Regions from separate parts of the Xenopus tropicalis genome. Here region 1 is linked to region 2. A link is a contact called in public Hi-C data. All regions are on one chromosome and are shown on one strand. Each heading gives the region's core, a stretch centred on a gene start, on an enhancer-like site or on the middle of the called end of the contact. The rest is flanking DNA. Distances are from core to core; before and after follow the strand shown. Region 1 has its middle 32 kb from the start of frmd8. Region 2 has its middle 70 kb from the start of scyl1.

Region 1 (4,356 bases), core at 295-2,794, 78 kb before region 2:
GGCACATGGGGAGATTAGTCGCCCGCGACAAAACTCCCTGTTCGCGGGTGACTAATCTCCCCGAGTTGCCTTCCCCTGCCATCCCACCGGGGAACATGCAAGTCGCCAGCGGGATGGCACACGCGGTGGCGCAATTTCGCGCAAATCGCCGAAAAAGCCTCGCGAGTCTTTTTCGGCGATTTCGGGAATTCGCGCCACCGGCTGTGCCATCCCGCCGGCGACTTGCATGTTCCCCGGTGGGATGGCAGGGGAAGGCAACTCGGGAAGATTAGTCGCCCGCGAACAGGGAGTTTTGTCGCGGGCGACTAATCTCCCCATGTGCCAGAGCCCTAACTCCTTTAGCCATAGTCAGGCCCGGACTGCCAATCTGTAGATTCTGGCCAGAGCAGGGCGATTTATGTCCCTCTGCTGCTTTTAGGATGCTTTTTTGCCACCCCTGATAACTTGTGGGCTGGTGCTGCCTATGGCAAGGTTCTCACCTTTCCTCATGGCAGGAGCACCCCTGTGCCATAGTGGCTGCTGTAAGATGCCATAGACAGTCACTATTTAGTAGGCCTATGGGGGGCTGTTTGGGCTGTTGTTAAAGCCCAGTCCAGGCATGGTTCCAATGTTAGGTCACATTTGCCTGAAAAGTGTTCCTATAACAACGTGGACAAAATTCCCTCCTATGTTAGGTGAATAGAAGGGCCATCAGCTAAAGGTGCCCAAGGCCATCACCTCTAACCACCCCCAGCAGAGGTATGTGCTAGGGCCCTAAAGCACACTATTGCACTCTAAGCATTTGCCCCTGCTACCTAGTTCTGCCCCTGCCCCCGAATGTGGGGTGCTGTCAAGCAGGGTCAGACAAGGTGCCCCCCTAACCCCCCACCCAATGTCCTCCCTTGAGCGCGAAACTTGCTTTCAGTGTGTCAGGGGAGGGTTACCGGCGGCCAGGGGTACACCGAAAGAATTGGGTCTGGGCCGCTGGGGCCCACTGGGTTTTTTGCCGGTGCCCCAGTCCGACCCTGCTGTCAAGTGAAAGACTGCATTTTGGAGGCAATTCCCACTCACCTTTAATTGTGGGGGCATAATATTAAACATTTTGTCGTCATCCCACTGCTACAACATGCTTGCAATGACCCTTTCTGCCTTTGAAAGCTACAAGTGCCTTCTACTGCCACTAGTCTTTTTTTTAATCCATATGTTAAAAACTTGGGTTAGGGCAAACAGCTCCTAAGATTTATTTTTTGTTAAAGTAAGACAGCAATTCCTTCAGGTTTGGCCAGACTAATCTCCCCAGTACAGCTATTGTCTGCGTTTATCTTTGCCATATTGCTATATGTTACCCATTGTACAACGTTATTAGCCTATCTGGAGTCAGCTATAACTTATTTTTTATATAAAACCTTGAACAAGTATTTGAGCCAAACGTCGCTTTTAAGCTTTAAGTGTAAGATTCTAGAACATACTCGGCTCGACCGCACCTTTCTTTGTTTATTAAACATCCTTCACAATCCAGTTCTAACCGGTTTTAGCCGGATCTATGCGTCAGTAAAGTAAATTGAAGCAGAGCAGATATCGTTCCGCAACTTCTCAAGCACTGACGCCATCGCTAATAATAGAGAATGGGATCAGTCCGCTAGTTACGTGCTCAAGTTTTAGTATCATTCCGCCAATTTACAAAAGAAAATGAACTGGTAGTTTTAATCGCCACGCATATATAATCCCCTCTGTCATGCTTTATAAGTGCCGTTTGCTAATATAAATACAACGCGATCACGCTAATCAGTTTAATTCACTTTACTAGCTCTGGACTTAAAAAATTACTTTTGCGCATGCGTATTTTAGAGGGTGGTGAACGTTCTGCATTCTGTATGCGCTTTTTAACTACTCAGGTGACATGTGACTTTACGAAGGTGACATATTGTAAGTCATATTTATAAAGTGCATAACCGAACTAGAATGTGGAGTGTGGATTCAGATAGAACCCTAAATTAGGTTATTCGTAATGGGTGTTGCTGGGACTAGCTTCATACAGCGGAAGGATTTATGTCGTCACAAGGTGTGAAGCGTCAAAGTCTACAAAAAGAAGCGACCCGGGCTTACGTGACAAAGTGATCGAATGACGGACAAGAAGTGAGTAGTAGAAGGTACGAAGCGGTAGTGGCCGAGTGGTAAGTACTATGGCTAAGCCTGTGGCGGCCGTATGGTAAGTATTATGCAGTACTCTGGGGTGAGTGGGTATGGCTGCACTGTAACAAATGATATCGATTTTTTTTTATTATTTAGAACTAGTTATATGCAGTTTAGCTCTTATGCTATGCGACAAATGTTTATTTGGTCAAAACATCAGTGCGTCCTTAAGCCGTTTAGTAATATTTGACATGTGTAGTTCACCTAAAACTATTTATTTTATTATTTTAAATCTGTAAGTAGTTGTATTAATAGATTTTATGGCAGAAGGCACCTAAGGAGCTACAAGGTCTGCTTCCATTATAGTTAAGCCCTTTATACCCTAAATTGGACAACCTGAAAGGCACTTAATAGAAAACTAATGCCTCTGTAGACCATGTTACAGATAGGTTGGTATGGTTCATGTAGTAACAGCTCCAATTTATAACTACTATTGGCTAGCTGGCTCTTTTATTCACTTTTAAACAGAAGTAGAATGCTGCGTGGCGTTGGCTACTGCACATTTGCACCTATCAGTCATTGCGCCTAATATCGGGCAACAAATACAAAGCTATAGGCACGTGCTCTTGGCTTTTGGGGTGGTTGTGTGTTTTTCTGGGTCTTATAATTCTCAGGCCTCTTTAAAAAGCGCAAGAGGTTCCCTACAAATGAAAGATGCGTCTTTCTGAAGATTCTTTTCACTTCACGGGCTACCTGCACGTTAACTGAAGAAGTGTGAATACAGCAGTATGTCGGGTGTAAGCATATGGATTGTGACGGAAGGTTGATCAGTGAAGGTCAAAGGTGCTAGACGAGGAACGTTTGACTACTGCATTAATCAGGCATGATTAATCCCTCGGGGTGGGTTGTAGCATATGACGCTTATGCTCTTACTAGATGTGGGAGGAAAGGGGTGTGTCCAGTGGGGCATATCTAGTTTCTTTTTAAGTACAGCTGCTAGACGCCTTATGTTCTAGCTTTGTGTAACCACTAGGTGGTACATTACCACCTAATTACTGCACTATTATATTAGGCAGTAGTGACATAATTTATTTTGGGGTTCAGTGGGAGGGCATGGGAGCATTGAGACTTCTCCAATTTTATTTTCCAGGTCTTAATCAACCTTGTGATGTCTTGACATGAAGTTGATATGCTTCATCATCAAATGTGTAATTTATATAGGTTCTTGGGCTAAATGAGGTGTCTTTGAGGTGTATTCTAGTAACTTTGCAATAAACACTTTTCTCAGTGATGAAAAATTAGGAGGGGAAGTGTAACTTTAATATGCAAAAAATGTGAGATATTTTGTAACTGATCTTGCCATTGTGTATATATGTTTTTGGGTTTTGTTTACCCCAAGGGGGAGGGGGCTTTTATAAAATGGATATTTTTAGATTCTTTTCAGAGCACTCATACGTTACCAACAGATGGCTACAGTGGAACCTTTACTTGATGCATCCTCATAGCCTGAGATGTACGTCTGGCTGCAGTGTCCTTTTAAGATCTTTGGCCCAAGATATGCATACCTGTGCTGTTACTTCATCATAAAAGTCCCATTGCCAGTGCTATCTCCCTTAAAGGACAGAACATCTTTCTTGATTGTCACCAAGTTGCCTTAGTTCTTCATACCTAATAAAGTTGGACTTAGGTGGAGGCCCATGGCAATTCATTAGTTGAGGCAGCCTGGAAAAAAGTGAACTAAGTATAACAGGAGAATGGGAGAGGCCCTTGCTGAACTTGCATTATTTATTTCAACATAAAGGTGTTGCTCTGCAATCACAACATGGACTATGATAAAATAGTATTCTGAAACCTGTGCTGATGAATACTGTTGTCAAATGCAGTCTCCAATAATAGCATTTTGTTTGTAAGGTGCATCTTACATATATTTAATACTTTGTAGTGTGTGCTATACCATGCAGTAACCTTATATTTGTATTTGATGGGTGGGTCATCTAAGTGCCATGTCTTTATGTTCAGAGCTTTGTGTACTGCACATGCCTCCTGTTTTTAATTCTAGGCCCTTTGCCCTGTAGCTGGGGCAGTTTAGTGTGTGTCTTTTGTTTCTAAACCGCTTTGTCCTAATGGGATTGGGTAGAGGAATAACACAAGTAATTGCTGAATGAGGTATCAAATGATATATATAATACAACATAAAAACCACTTAAAAACCTCTTAAAATGCAGCTTCACTTCAACTCAAGAC
Region 2 (4,415 bases), core at 1,175-3,674:
CTTCCTTCATTTACACATCTATTCTTCAGGTCTTTCTGTCGCCACTTCTGTTTTCACTGGGGTTAGAAATCTCACATTGCTGAAATACAGCTAATTTCTTCTTTCTTCTATTTTCTAATATGATGATTGCATTATCTTCTATTTTCAAGGTAACTATAAGTAAGTTAGCTGTTTAATAAAGATTTATTGTTCTCAAGGCAGCTATCTTCTGTTTTTCTTTTTATATCTTCTTTGAAATCTGAAGCTAGTCTGCTTTTGAATTCTAATCTCTCCTTTTACATATAGACTACTTTCTTTTAGCTTTTCAGAAATCTAGTCTTCAGTTTTCTTTGCCAGTTTTCTCCTTTTCTATGTTTTCTGAGCATGATGCAGGTATGCCTTAGCTCTTACATTTCATAAAGAAATCTGCTCTAGCCATTTCCCTTTGTTATTTTCAGTGGTCGTTTTCAGCTATCATCTATGAACGTACTTCCACATTAAATTACTGTTAAAGAGCCTAGCTTTAATCTTTTTGAGGCTAGTGAGGCAATACACAAAGCCTATTATGCATTTCATGGCTGCGTAAATACAGTTGTTCAGTAATGCCGATTTTTTTTCCCTCTCTGCTTTCCTGATGCTGGATCACTGTTCCTTCTAATCTATAAAATACTATTTGCTTGTTTGCCTTTATTCTCCCTCTACACTTTCAGAAAATAAAAATGTTTAAGCCCACTAGAATATAGCTAAAATTCCAGTAGCTGTGTTAAAAGAAATTCTATAGCCTAAATTTAAAAAAAAAAAAGAGCTCACGCCTTCCCTTGTCTGCATGCCTCTCCTGTCCTTTGCTCTTCCCATAGGTCTAATGATAAACAAGCAGCTCTTGCCTTTTATGGTCTCTGCAGCAGTACAACGAATGAAGCATGTCCTTCCGCCCAATACCATGTAGGGAAAATGTAGGAGGAGAGTGAAAAAATAGTCCCACAAAAGTCATCTACACATTAAGAGGGGGGATGACAAACACACACACACATATATATATATATATATATATATATATATATATATATATATACATATATATATATATATATATATATACATATACACACACATACATTTATTTGTGCATTTGCACTTTTATTTTAGGTTTCTACCCCTTCCTGATCATTGTTGAGACAAGCTTTTGGTTTTATGTCTGGCTGTTTAAATAGATCTCAAAAACTCATAGTCAACCCAAAGTCATTATTAGTGATTGCAGCCATACTGCTCACATTCTAGGAAAGGGCTACTTACGAAAATGAATTGTGTAGGGCTGGACTGACATATATATAAAGCCCTGTGTTACCTTTATTACTTGGTTTGTAGCTAACTACTTATATCAAATTAAACGTTCTCTGATTTTTGAATTGGGGACAGTCTGTGCTACAATTTGCAGTCTGTATGGGGCACACCATAGAAAGAACCAGTGGTTTAACTACACCACACCGGGCCCCCCTGCCCAGCACACACAGCAACCACCACCTAAGAAAGATCCTGGGGGAGGGGGGCATTCCTACAACTATAGAGGAAGCAGACCCCTGGGCCCCTCAGCAAAGCACAGGGTATTCTTCCTCTGTATAAGTGATGAACAATATAATATGCATAATCAATGCAGTTTGCAAAATGTATGTACAAACCTGTATAGACAATTTGATGCAGGAAGAAAGGAAATACCCCAATCATAATAACATCTGATCAATCTATAGAATGTGGGGGTTTAGCTGTATTAAACCACTCTGCATCTCCAGTTCCCACTTACTGTGGAGCTGCACGCAAGCCTGATTGCAAATATGTACTTAGTGATACCATGTAATGTGGGTGTGCACAGCAGCAGATGGTATAGCACAGGTTTGTACATATTACCCCTAAAATCCATAGGCTGCAGATTTGGTAGCTTTTTGTGTCAGACACATGCTGCACAGTTAGCAATTATGCCTTTAACCTGCTTCTGAATTTATTGTACATAGTGTAACCTGTGAAACTACAATTCCCAGCATCCCCAATAGCCTTCAGTCATCATAACATTCTAGCAGCTCAGATAACAGTGTACAGCTTGTATATTATCACACGCTGTACTAATGGCTTTCCTGCAAACTTGGCTATGTACCTCAAAATAAGTAGTGAACCTTAGTTAATCATGTCTTATAAGGGATATCTGTGTGGCATACATTTGTTTACTCCTCCATGGCATACGCAAGACAAAAGTCACCTCTGCACAAACACGTCATGTACCTGCACCTAGCCTGGTATAAAGTCTCCCTTATTTGTGTAACGCAGTGTTTGTTTATCCAATACATGCACACTCCTGTAATTTTCCTCAGCCTTAGCCATAACACGCCCGACTGGTGTTAGTAAACATAGATCCGGCCTCTGTGCGGATGAATATTCTTCTTCTTCATGCCTGTGCCTGAACCGGTTCAAACCAGTGTGCAGGCCTTGTGTCGCAGCAGAAAATTCACTGACGCAGTGAGAGAGAGTGCACATGCGCAGAGGCTCCTGCCTGATGGGCTTTTTTTCCTCTTGTAACCTGAGCATGCGCTCTGTGTGTGTGTATGCAGTATTTGCGAGACGTGATGAGTGGGGGCAGGGGAAATAATGCTGGCTAAAAATACAGCCATGACGCTAGATACCAAACTAACTCCTCTTTTCATCCTGTGCTTTTTCTCGATTATCTGTTGTCATAATTTACTGGAACTTCAACTCACATTGCTTCTGCTTAGCTCTTGTGGTTGCTTCTGAGAGTTGTAGTTTCACAAACGATGCAATTCTGTAGGTATCTCTTTCCAACGCTGCTTATAGTCATTGTTATTAAGATATGTTTATATATAAGGGTATATACATACAAATATATAAACTGACTGATACAGAATGCCATGAGGGCCCTGCTTATTACAATCCTGCCTGCTGCCTACCCAGTAAGTGCTACAGACTGCTCCATGTTGCCTCTCCCCTCATCAAGTGTGACATATACACTAATAGAAAGGTATGTGTTTTATGGAGTATTGTGTATAGCTGCACAATCATATATTTAGAATAGGACTTGTCATTGTACATGTCACCCATTTGTGTCCTGCCTGAGGTAGCTATTGATCAAGCAGAAGGCCTGCCTCGCAAGGAAACTTCGGGCAAATTCAGGAAACTGAAGCAACATGTATGCCATCCCACCAGCAATTTACATTCTTGCCGGTGGGATGGCATGTCAGGGAGATTAGTCGCCTGCAATAGTGAAGATTTATCGTGGGCGACTAATCTCCCCGTGTGCCATGAGATCCATCTTCTGATATGCCCACCTAAGGTTGAAGACACACAGAGATACTTTTCATGACTACAAAAATAGACAATGCTGATCTTTTACTGATAATTGGCAATTCTCAGTATTGTCTATGGCAGAGTATTTTCTGGTGTTTAGTAGCTGTGACATGTAGCTGCTACTAAGTAGCTCTATGTGTCTTTGCCATAAATATGGCCATACAAAGGAAGATTTCATCTGCCGATTCAGGTCCTTTAGACCAGTTCGGCAGCTTATCTGCACGTGCATGAGCACCCCCCGACTGGCCTACCTGACTAACATCTGGCCTAAAACTGGCCAGATCTTGATCGTGCAGGTTTGATTTTTCCTAGGCCCAAACAAATGAATTAGAACGACGGACATATGCCAATCAAACCTGCCCAATTTTTGGACAGATATAGATCAGGGAGGCCTATCGGGTGGCCCCAAAAATGGACAGATAAGCTGGCAAATCGTTCTAAAGAGCACAAATCGGCAGCTTAGACTGATGCCACACTGATGCGGTTTTTTTGGCGGATATCGGCTACATGTGCCTGCACCCGAGCGTATTCCATTCATTCAGATGCAGGCACACGGTAGGATACATTTACAGTAGCGGGTTGTATTCTAGGCAAGCATTTTTCGGCTTGCCGAGAATATGCCCATGTGGCATCTGCCTTAAATCTGCCCGTCTTTGGCCTCTTTTAAAATAGCCAAGGGGGGGAGGAGAGCCAAGTGTGCTTGCACATCATTTTGGCCAAGCAGAGAGGTCCCCTTAAAGGAGAAGGAAAGGCTAGTTAAGAGTTCATCTCAAGCTGCAGGCATACCTTCAGTTCTCTCAATAGTCCCCTTAAGTCTCCCCATATTTCACCTGTTCAGAAGATCTGAAGCCAAACAGGAAGAAAAAACGCTGAGGTGTGCAAAGAAAGTTCCCATAATGCCTCACTCCTGCACAGACACCCAGACTAAGTGAACATGCTCAGTAAAACTATGGGGCACATTTACTAATCCATGAACGTCCGAAAAGCGTCCGAATGTGTTTTTTTCGTAATGATCGGTATTTTGCGATTTTTTTCGTAAATTGTCGCGACTTTTTCGTAGCTGTTACGACTTTTTCGTAGCGTTATGA

The links. Hi-C and Micro-C count contacts between places; a contact is called where the count stands out from the background.
Region 1: a Hi-C map of brain shows a contact between it and region 2, with 6 times the contacts expected there. The contact joins two enhancer-like sites. A contact is called at or near these places in 4 of 5 Hi-C or Micro-C datasets (brain, gastrula embryo, liver and 1 more).

The regions. Positions count from the first base shown.
Region 1 is chr4:33,839,164-33,843,519 of UCB_Xtro_10.0, reverse strand. No RefSeq gene overlaps it. Among named protein-coding and RNA genes, the nearest start is that of frmd8, 32 kb to the left of the region's middle. Within about 2 kb of position 1,544, at least 11 of the 11 cell types and tissues checked have an H3K27ac peak or open chromatin away from gene starts, as enhancers often do. A contact at or near this core is called in gastrula embryo and liver, where this site is marked.
Region 2 is chr4:33,762,205-33,766,619 of UCB_Xtro_10.0, reverse strand. No RefSeq gene overlaps it. Among named protein-coding and RNA genes, the nearest start is that of scyl1, 70 kb to the right of the region's middle. Within about 2 kb of position 2,424, at least 11 of the 11 cell types and tissues checked have an H3K27ac peak or open chromatin away from gene starts, as enhancers often do. A contact at or near this core is called in gastrula embryo and liver, where this site is marked.